2 separate regions of the Gasterosteus aculeatus genome follow, and region 2 is linked to region 1. Evidence: chromatin contacts called from public Hi-C data. All regions are on one chromosome and are shown on one strand. The core of a region is the stretch at or near the end of the contact, and the rest is flanking DNA. Distances in the headings are between cores, read along the strand shown.

Region 1 (5,533 bases), core at 1,475-3,974:
CACACACACACACACACACACACACACACACACACACACACACACACACACACACACACACACACAGTGATAACCCATCAGCACTGGCCAAGTGTTGTTTAATCCAACCTGACTTGCACTCGACAGAAAAAGCAAATTCACTTCCACTCACAGTCTGGAAAACGCAGCACTCTTCACATAAATGGCAGCGCTCTGAATTACCCCGCATGCGTGTGTGTGTGTGTCTGTGCATGCACACGCGCACACACTCCACGGCTCATGTTTTTATTTTTGTGATGATTTTTTCAGTGTGCTTCTGCGTGTGTGTGTTTACATGTATTGGTGGTGACAACCTCTTCAGCAGTACTCCCTTCATTGTGTGACAGGCAGATAGCTCGGCTGCTCTGCTCCCTATTGTTACGGGGCTGTCATCAAACCCTGCTTCTGCAGCCAGTTATACTGTGTGTGTGTGTGTGTGTGTGTGTGTGTGTGTGTGTGTGTGTGCGTGTGTGCACGGGTGGGAGATAAAGAGTTTGCACTTTGTTGTGCCTCTACATCTTCATGTGTGCTAATGTGAGTTTGTTAGCGAGTGTGCCTGCTTTTGTTTGCGCGCGTGGGCACGCGTGCACAGGCGAGCGTGTGTTCGATGTGTCCATCGGCGCTGCGGTGAGCGACAGAGGAGAAGACGAGGACCGGCGATCCATTGTTTGACGGACCGATCCACTCCCCTGTCCTCTCCTCTCCATTGTTATACGACTTGTCATTAAGCCCTTGTTGTCCAGTGGAAACGGGCCCCGAGTGCTTGTTAGCCACAGCGTTCTCGTTTGTGGAGCGGCGCAGGCGAGCCGGCAGACACACATACAGAGGTACACAGATGCAAGAGGGCAAATCCACAGTGGCTGTCGCTGATAAAAATATGTTTTTGCTCAGTAGCTGGTACTGAAATAACATTCCCATAGAATACAGTGAAATGAAAATTGATTTATTTGAATATCTAGAACTTTTTGTACATAGATACATAGTATCAATACAAAAAAATGTTTATAGTTTTTATGTTCTATTACATATGTTGTCGACTATATATTTCATGTTCAGTAAGCTGAGTGGTCGATCCACAGTGAGATCACATCATTGTGAACTCCAAATGAACCTTGTGCATCTTTATATCTTATAGCGCGTAGAACTGTTGATGTCGGAGGATAATCACGTTTATTATAAAACATTCAGGACACCGATCTTGACCTGTAACGCTGCTCCAGACAACGGTGCAGAGACCGTAATCGATATGCAGCCAGCCGACCAGAACGGCAAGGCGGAAAGTCACGAGCGGGCCAAAGTCCTCTCTGGTCCATTTCCTGTGTCAGGAGGGGACGAAGACAAACAGGTGATGTCACTTCCTTCTGAGGACAATCATACAGGAACAGGCCAGAACCTCCACAAGAGCTGTCTTCGCCATAACAACCCTGACCACAGCCCAGATCACACACACACACACACACACACACACTAGCACACTATTGTTGGCTCTAAACTGTTCTGTTCGGTTTATTGACATAAGTTTTGCAGCATTGTCCATTTCTGTCTGTCTGAGTTTCTTTTTCCCGATCTCACTTCCTTCATGGTTTCCTAGCTCCCTCTTGTTTCAAGGTTTCAGTTGCATACACATTGTATCTGGTGAAATATCTCACGGTATATTCCTCATGCAGTAAGTGGTGTCCGTCTTTCCACAGCTTGCTCTTCATCAACAAAAGCACATGAATCTGAAACTGCGGTAACACATTCTGACATCTCAAATAGTTCGTAAAGTAGCTTGGGTGGGTGGCCAGTGTGTTACTATGTAAATGCTGTGTTCTTTGATTGTATAACCGTTCAGTCTGAACAGTGTCTAGCCTTGTGTGTTTGCACGCAGGTCACTAATGGTAACAGCCAAATAGAAATCCATGAATACGTATGGCTGATACGAAATAACATTATCACGTCCCGCTGCATGATTCCCTGTGAATGATCATTTCTCGTGGGTTCAAAGCGAGTACAAACGGGGGAGACCTTGTTGGATTAGTGAGCCTTTCAGGGCCACAGGGATGCTCCCCTGACCTGCAGCGCCTCACCCGGCCTGCAGGTGGGAGCAGTGGCTGCAGTTTGACAGCTCCGCTGTAGCAGAGGAAGACGTACAACACAGACCGGGCAGGCCCAAAACAACTTTTATTGATTGGGTAAACGAGACGTACAAAGAGAGGACACGAGGACAGCGTGTAACCACCTCATTCAAATCGCGCTGTGATTAATAGGCCACATTTATTTTGCGTTGTGTTTTTTAACTCATCTGTTGCTGTGGTGTTTAATGGATTCAATGGGACGTCGTTTCTTATTGTTCTAACCCTTCCGTGTTCTTGAGGGTCAAATCTGTTTTACCCTCTTCTGGAAAAGAAGGTTACAGTGAGCAGTTGATCACACATTGTGACGAATTTGCTCTTAATTGATTGACCCGACGCTATGGATCGCTCTGTGGTCGGCACCGGTCAATACTTCCACGTCTTAGTATTCCTGGGTGAGGGAGAAAGCAGGAGAATGGGGGCAAAAAGAAAAAGAAAATTAAGAGCGAGAGGGGAAGATATCGATCAGCTTCTGTGTGCATCGAATTCCAAGTTTATCCGACCTTCCAAACTGCTGCCGTCATCACCCGCTATACGCTCTCGCTTTCTTCCTGCTTCCCTCAGTTCACTGTCCTCTTGTCCCTGTCCCGTGTGCATCTCCTCGTGTGTGTGTGTGTGTGTGTGTGTGCGTGTGTGTATATGCATGCTTGAGCTGCAGATAAAGCCTAAATTGAGCTGTTTTGATTGTTCACTGAGAGCGCCTGCAGCACAAGGCCCCTCGGCTGAGGAGCGCACACACACACATACACACACACACACATGCACTTCAGCCCCGCTGCAGTCACTTTGCTCTCCTTCTCCCCTTGTTTTTTATTAAGTAGTGTTGGCAACAGTAGTGAAAATTCTTTTAATTAAGAGTCAGAATAACTTTCTGTCTGTGGGATGAAGCACTGAAAAACGCCTCCTGCATGTCTTAATGTCTCGCAGCACTAATACGGGTTTACGCGTCTTGTTTTTTGTGGCTGCATTAGCTTTAGGGCTAAATACATGGAGGTTGTGCTTTGCTAAAGTTGACTCGTAGAAGAAATAGAGTTTTAGTGACTTAAGATTAGCTGTAATGAAGCCGTCCTCAACTAAGGACATTTGTAGTTGTCAACAATCACCAAATAGGAGAATGTTCTCTTTAGTAATAGCATTCCTTCTTTAAACGATTTAGACGATGGAGTCATGTAGAAGCATATCTTGTAATATGATGGTGATGAATATCTGAAGAATAGTCAACACACACACACACACACACACACACACACACACTAGTTAGGCCGCCACCTCTTAGTGGTTTCTGCTACTTTTGTATTGATTTCTGTATAACAACCACTATTCTTCTATAATTTCATAGATGTTAAGATCAAGTACTGTATACTGGGTTCAATGGTGCTGCTTAAACAGATTTACAGTCTAAAGTCACTGAATGAATATGAAGCATTAGCTTCATTATGATTACCAGGTGCATTCTCGGATGCAAACTTTCGGTCTCATTTGAACCCATCAACAATCCAGTGATTTATGAGGAACAAACAGCGTCCTCCTGGTACTCCGTCGCCTCCCGCGGGAATCCCTTTGCTCATGAACCAGAATTAGAGCGATGCATTGGCAGGTCTGGCGGTTTCACGGGGAAATACATATTTGTTGATTTGAAAAGGGAATGAACCTGAACCGGAGTCCAGTGATACCGTACAATTATGCAAATGCACACTTAAAAACAAACTGCACGCAAATGATTTGGCGGAACCGCTTTAGGAGAGGGAGAGGAGGGTATGTGTACACATGGATGTTGGCATGCGAAAAACTAATGCAGTGGACATTGTTCTCCGTCTGTGTGCACACACACACACACACACACACACACACACACTCCAGGGATGATGTCTGGCTAGCTGGATAAAGTAGTGCTATTGTAATTCGATAGATGGCTTTCCCTAAGATAATCTGCCTTAAACAGATGATCATTTGGGGAGTAGATTTGATTGATGTGGGACGAGCAGAGAGCGAGGGAGATGGAGAGAGAAGTGTGTCTGTGTGTTTTAACTTGTGTGTGTGTGTGTGTGGTGGGGGGGGGGGGGGGGGGGGGGGGGGCATTAAAAGGGTATGTATGCTGAAGAACATTATTTTGTGCCAGCTGGACTCTAAATGATGCTCAAACTGGGACTTCTTTCATTCCCTCTGTGTCTTTTTGTCTCGTGCTTACATTGTAACTAAGCACGTGTTCCTATGCTACCTTATTTTATGTCCTTGTTATTTGGCATTTGTTGTGCTCTGCGTGTACCTTGATGTTTAACTCACAGTTAAAACACCCTGCAAGAAGTCTCCATGTTGGCTCTTGTTTTATGATCTGTAAGTGATGATGGTTTGAGTTGAGCAGCTAGTTGCCCACATTTTAGATTTGTCTTGTTATGGTTTGTTTGGGTATAATAATAATTAATAATGTTAAACGTGAGAAAATATATTTGATTTTTTTATGATTTGGGGGAATTGACTTTACACCGTTTGCAAATATAATTGATAAATTCTGAATTTGAAACAGCTGTTTCAATGTTTTACTGTGGGTAACCCAATGTCCATCTTCATGCCTCTATCCCCATCATCTTCCCTGAGTCTTCATCCCTCCTCCATCCCTACTTCTAATCCGAGTGGCCTTTGCTGAAAAAATAGAGAAATTGGAGTCAAAATATATCTCTCTTCCTTCTTTTTTTCCTTCCACAGCTCTCTGTCTTCCTGTCGCTCTCTCCCAACATAATCCTCATCTCAAGCCCCTGGTTGCCGTAGAAACATCAATAACATTCCTGCTCGACAACATCTTAGTGCATTAAAGTGGTCGTTGGGAGACTTGACCCAACACAGGGACAAACACACAGACACACACACACACACACACACGTATACGCACACACATCAGACACACTGAAGGCTATCACTAAGATTCCTGCCAAAATAGCAACGACGCTGCCATGTTTTAGTAACAGATGGACGAGATCAAATTAGAAGTAGATATAATAAATACGCGAGAGATCTTCTCGATAATCATCTACATTCTCAAGTACTCTCTCACTATCAGGCTGCAGCTAATGACTTATAATATTAGTGATTCATCTGCAGAGATCAGCAATCAGGATTTATTTTTTTGAAAATCAGGAAACTGCAAAAAAGCCCAAAGTAGTGTTGTCAAATGTCTTGTTTTGTCCAATTCGCCAGGCCAAAATTAAAAGATATTTTGGAAACTATGCTATTAATCAAATACAGGTGACTTATCCTTCCATTGAAGATGCTTGGACCTGCAGATCTTTGCTTGAAAAAAGGACCGACAATTATAAAAAAAAAATCAGATACATTTTTTGTTTGTCGATTTGGCTTTGACAGTTTTACAAATGTGTTGCAATTGCTTTCAGTTGCTTTAATGTCAG
Region 2 (5,533 bases), core at 819-3,318, 120 kb after region 1:
CCCCCGCTGCTCGGAACATTCAGCGAGCCCTCGGATAAACACACAATTACGGCAGGTGAATAAACTTGTTTGGGGGGTGTTAATTACATGCTTAGCGTAAACAAAAGCCGCGATAAAGAATGTGAATTAGCACTGACTCTTCCCCCCCTCAATCCCCATTCAGGTTTTACATTTCACCTCCAGTCTTTTTCCTAGGAGTGATTTCCGAATTGCCTGCGAGGGCTATTCCCAAACAAACAAGGCTCCTCCAAAACATAATGCTGGATAATACCTCCAGCCTCGGCTTGAATGGTGATCACCCAAATTGCTGCACCAGGACCCCAGTCAGGTAGGAGGCTTTGCATATGTGCTGCTAAGCCTGCGCTCTCAACTTAATTTTGGGGTCGTGCGTGCGCGTTCGTGTGCGTGTGTGTGTGGGAGAGAGAGAGAGAGAGCGAGGGCAGGGGGGAGGTTAGTTTTAACACCAGCATGAAAATACCAGCCTTTACTTCCAGTCCACGGAGCTTTCCAACGGGACCAATTCAAGTGCCACTTGGAATTAGTTCTCCTGAAGTTCGTGCAGCAGCGCAGTGGACAGGTTCGATCCACCACCACCCTGCCCCCTCGCACACGTATATAAATACATATGCGCGCGCACACAACCCTTAAAAGACGCGCACGAACCAAACGCCTGACCCTACTAAAGGATCCTCACAGCCCCTGCTCTGTATCACACACACCTACGCGGCCGTGGGGATGGGAGAGCTCTTTTTGGCAACCGAAAAAAAAAAGAAACAACATGCGTAAAAGTGCGAAAACTGCCTTTGGAGCGGCGAATGCTAAACGCACATTGCGCGTGCACGTGCGGCTGGTCTACTCACTGCCCCCCCCCCCCCCCCTCCCGAGCTTGAAGTCGGTGGTCTGTCTGGTCAGCTCCGGAGAATGTGCAAATCTGAAAGAGGGAGAAAAAGTTTTGAATTCCTGAATGATTTTGTAGAAAGGCGGCTTAGGATCATTATGTCAGCTTTATGGAGGGCGGATTAAGTGGAGTCTAGATGCTACGCCTTGTACGCGGCGCATTCACAATGTGAGCACTGTTCGTGTTCGAGTGAACTCACACTATTTTAACACTCTATAAGCCCTGTCTAAATATGAAGCCGTTTTAGCCATAAACATGAAAACCACACCGCCGTGGCTACTGGTGTAAGCCGAATCCTGTGACTGGACGTGGACATTGATCGTGTCCTAACCACTAGATCAAATACATGGAAACTGCTTTTATGTGCCCAAGGAGCTTTCATGTCGCCGTTTGATTGTAACTCCAATACTAAATGGTATTAATTAGAGGGCTGGACTATCAAACCAAAACCCGTGATAAACTGGTGGAATGAAAAGGGTGACGCCACTGGTTAAATTAGTCTTCGAACTGACGCGTCATTATCTTTGTTTAATCAACATAACGCCGCGCATCGATATTCATTTGGAACAATGAATCGTGTTGGTTGGAGAGGAGGCGGCGGGCAGGGGGCCAGGGCTGCACCCGACGTCCCGGAGGCGAGGCCGGGGACAGCGGGAGAGAGGGGGGGGGGGGGGGGGGGCATCACACTGCAGCCTTCGCCCGGGCCAGCACTCAGCAAACACCCACCAGCGAGCCCGCGTCGGGTCACACGATTTACCAACATGCTTCTTTACGAACAGGCAGAAGAGTAAAAGGTCGTGCGCCACAATTTGATCTTTCGGAAAACAAGCAAATGGCAAATGATATCACGGATGAACGGCAAAGAAGCGGAAGGCTCCAACGCTTTCCTTTCCCTCGCCCCCCAAAAATAATAAACTGATAAAAAAAAATATATTTTAAAAAGTAGCTTCAACAGGAAAAAAAAAAAAAGACTGTACGGGAATAATGTGCAAATTCACTCGCTTCGATTCAAAACGCGTGTATTCCGGAGTCGCAGACATTGGTTGTCCATTTGTCACCCTTTTTAAAGCTCCCTCTGCCTCCCTTCCATCGCTCCCTCCCTCCCTCCCTCCCTCCCCCGTCTCTGCCGAGCATCTCCAGTCTATATATCTTCTTTAGCTTTAACGAGCCTCGTTAAGATCGCAATAATATTCCACCCTCTAATTGCTCATTCCATTCAGCAGATAGGCGAGCGTTGGCTTGTGCGCGATGCGCGCCGTGCGGTGGGAGGGTTGCTGTGGAGATCGCAGACTCTGATAACCCCCCGTGCGTGCTGCACAAGTGGTGAAAGCCTCGCGCTACGTACTGGCTAATGATTGGCACGCTTGACAGTGATTGGCAGGGCTGCCATGACAACGCTACAACGACACCAAGAAGACCAATAGAAAAGGGAAACAAAATGTTTCAATGCTACACTCAACGGCGGATTTAGGGGGGAGATATTATGAGGCTGGTGTCATTAGGCGATAGCCATTGAATCATTCAATCTTTTTTACCGGCCGTATTTTTTCGGTTTCTCCCTTTTCTCGATAATTTGCTTTCTCTCTCAGGTCATTTCCATGGTTTTCAGATCCCCTTTAGAGCTTTATCCCTCCCATTTCTTCCTGCCAAACTTCGCTGATCGCCCAGTGCTCCTGGCGAACAGCGCTCCCGCCACCAGGTCTCCAGAAGACTTGTCCATGTTTCAGCTACCGACCCTCAACTTCTCCCCGGAGCAGGTGGCGAGCGTCTGCGAGACGCTGGAGGAGACCGGGGACATCGAACGGCTGGGCCGTTTCCTCTGGTCCCTGCCCGTGGCTCCGGGAGCGTGCGAGGCGATCAACAAGCACGAGTCCATCCTGCGCGCCAGGGCTGTGGTGGCGTTCCACACGGGGAATTTCAGAGACCTCTACCACATCTTGGAGAACCACAAGTTCACCAAGGACTCGCACGGCAAACTGCAGGCCATGTGGCTGGAAGCGCACTACCAGGAGGCCGAGAAGCTCCGCGGTCGTCCCCTCGGACCGGTCGATAAGTACCGGGTGCGGAAGAAGTTTCCGCTGCCTCGGACCATCTGGGACGGCGAGCAGAAGACGCACTGTTTCAAAGAGAGGACACGGAGCCTGCTGAGGGAGTGGTACCTTCAGGACCCGTATCCAAATCCCAGTAAGAAAAGGGAACTGGCTCAAGCCACTGGACTCACTCCTACACAGGTCGGAAACTGGTTTAAAAACCGGAGGCAACGAGACAGAGCCGCGGCGGCCAAAAACAGGTTGGTGTTTTTTATTTTATTTCATCTTATTCTCGACAATAAAACACGACAATGTTCCAGAGTTTATCTAAAATGGCTAAAACCAACAAGGAAAAGGGATATATTTCATGAATCGGGTGTGTTCGCGGGCAGAGACCGAGTCTGTCCGTCAGGGGGAGGGAGGCTGCGGCGACATGTTTGTTATGAAGTGAAATCAGGATCAACGGCGACTATTTACGCTGTTGTAAATTTCCCAAACGGTCTTTTTTAAAATAAATAGGTTATTTTTTATATTTGGAAGAACTTGTGATAAACAATTTTGCCATGTATGTAATTTAACTTTGCTGGCATTTTTCTAACAAAATATAGAATTATCAATCACACAAAAACACTATTAATGTTAAAACTCCAAGGTTGTTGTTCAAATAACCTTGAATGATGTAATAATAATAACAAATATATCATGACAAACTATTATTTTTCAACCGATGAGGCAATTATTGATCAGGGTTTACAAATATAGAGCTTGTTTATGTTTTCCGTAAGGGTGAAAGTATTATATATAATATATATAATAAATGACTAAATAACAAATAGTGCTGACCATATGTTTATTTTACAATATATGTATATACACATATATTTGTATATATATATATATATATATATATATATGTATAACCATTATTTGGATAATTCTAGTGTAAACAAACATATTAATTATTTTATTCAGTAAAAGTAAAAAATAAAAAAAGGACTGGACCCGTCTTAATTTTATCCACCTAAAGGTTACTTCACTTATATCTACACTTTTGAATACATTTAAAATAATCATGTTCTGGTAATCATTTCAAAGTGTGTGTGTGTGCGCTACCAAAGCTGTGTAATGGTTTATTTAAGCTGCACGGCGTATAGTGTAGCGTGCGCTGTATGGTGCATTTGTCCTTTTAACATCACATTGTACTTTGCATTGTTGGAAAAGGTTATCTCAAAAGATAATAGAGATTGCATAGATATTGCTGGGCTAAAACGAGTGTGCGTATTAAAAAGCATTTGGAGACATGGGCTGTATTCATAACATTGAGTGTGGTATCATTCCATTGAAATGCTATAATTGATTAGAAAATACATCGGAGGGTACTAAGCCATATGAGCACTATTCTGATCTTTTTGCTAAATGAAGAGATATATTTCCAGCCTGATATTATCCTGCCGTGATGGAGTTATTATCGTGAGTGGATTGAGATAAACATTTAGGATGATTGAAGTAACCTGGATCTCGACGTCACTCATTCATATACTTGCACTTCCATCAGACTGAAACCCATCTGTGAAAGAGACCCTTACCAATATTGTATTGAATAAATAATAACAAGTTGGCAATGCGGCTTCAGAATCTAGGGTCCTTGAAAGATACAAAAAAAATGTGCAGCACTGAAGAACAACAACATGTGGCATATGCTGATGGGACATAATAAGAAGCAGAAAAACAACAGCAATAAGTGCTATCCAACTACTTTTTAAAACACTCCAAATTGGATTGAAATGCGAGTTGTCTGTGGGGACATTTCACGTAATTTAAATGCCGGATTGCTGACTTGCGCGTTGGAAATGCCTACTTTTGCAGAAAGACTAAACAACTCATTGCATTTCTTCCAACATTTGGTAGTCTAAACAGGGCCGTGTTTTGTCCCCTGAAAGCTGGCTATTTGATAAAAGCATGCATGCATGGCTGGGGCCGGCAGGGGGAAAGAAAGGCGAGTTTGAACCCCTATTTTGCAGGAGGAGGAGGGGAAGTGGGACATTCTCAGGTCTAATTGCCATTTCTCTGATTTTTTTTCTTCTCCCCCCCCCTCCTGGCTTCTTTTCTTCTCCAGGCTCCAACACCAAGCAATAGGACCGAGCGGTATGAGGTCCCTGTCAGAGGCCGGCCTCACCCCTCACAGCTCGGCAGAGTCGCCATCAACCGCGGCCAGTCCGACTACCAGCGTTTCCAGTATGGCAGAGAGAGTTGATACTGGGACGTCCATCCTGTCCGTAACATCCAGCGACTCGGAGTGCGATGTATGATACGGAGGGGAAGAAAAAACACACAAAAACAAACAAAAAGAGAAATATTTACAGGGAAAAATGGACCTGAGAGGAAGAAAAAAAAAAGACTTGTGAAATATTGCGGATGAAAAAAAGGACCGATTGATATAAATATTAAAATTAAAAGAGATAAAAGCACGTCGTTTTTCTTTTTTTTAATTTTTTTTTATTAAAAAGCGCTTTCAAAAGGACCCACGCCTCCCCCTCCTCTTCATACCCCCACGCCACCACCACCACCACCACCACTACTAGACCACTTGCATGATGTCTTTTTT

The links. Hi-C and Micro-C count contacts between places; a contact is called where the count stands out from the background.
Region 2: a Hi-C map of skeletal muscle shows a contact between it and region 1, with 3 times the contacts expected there. The contact joins the promoter of six3a here to the enhancer-like site in region 1. A contact is called at or near these places in 5 of 6 Hi-C or Micro-C datasets (liver, skeletal muscle, tail fin and 1 more).

What each region holds. Positions count from the first base shown.
Region 1 is chr6:16,261,952-16,267,484 of fGasAcu3.hap1.1, forward strand. The region is part of intron 3 of camkmt (calmodulin-lysine N-methyltransferase); the gene reads left to right. Among protein-coding and RNA genes, the nearest start is that of prepl, 18 kb to the left of the region's middle. Within about 2 kb of position 2,725, at least 1 of the 9 cell types and tissues checked has open chromatin away from gene starts, as enhancers often do. A contact at or near this core is called in liver, where this site is marked.
Region 2 is chr6:16,386,002-16,391,534 of fGasAcu3.hap1.1, forward strand. It overlaps six3a (SIX homeobox 3a), which reads left to right and starts at 2,069. Exons shown (of 2, transcript XM_040179451.2): 1 at 2,069-3,188; 2 at 5,045-5,533. The coding sequence starts at 2,497. The coding sequence ends at 5,237. LOC120820986 (a long non-coding RNA gene) reads right to left here and starts at 933. Exons shown (of 4, transcript XR_005712464.2): 1 at 1-933.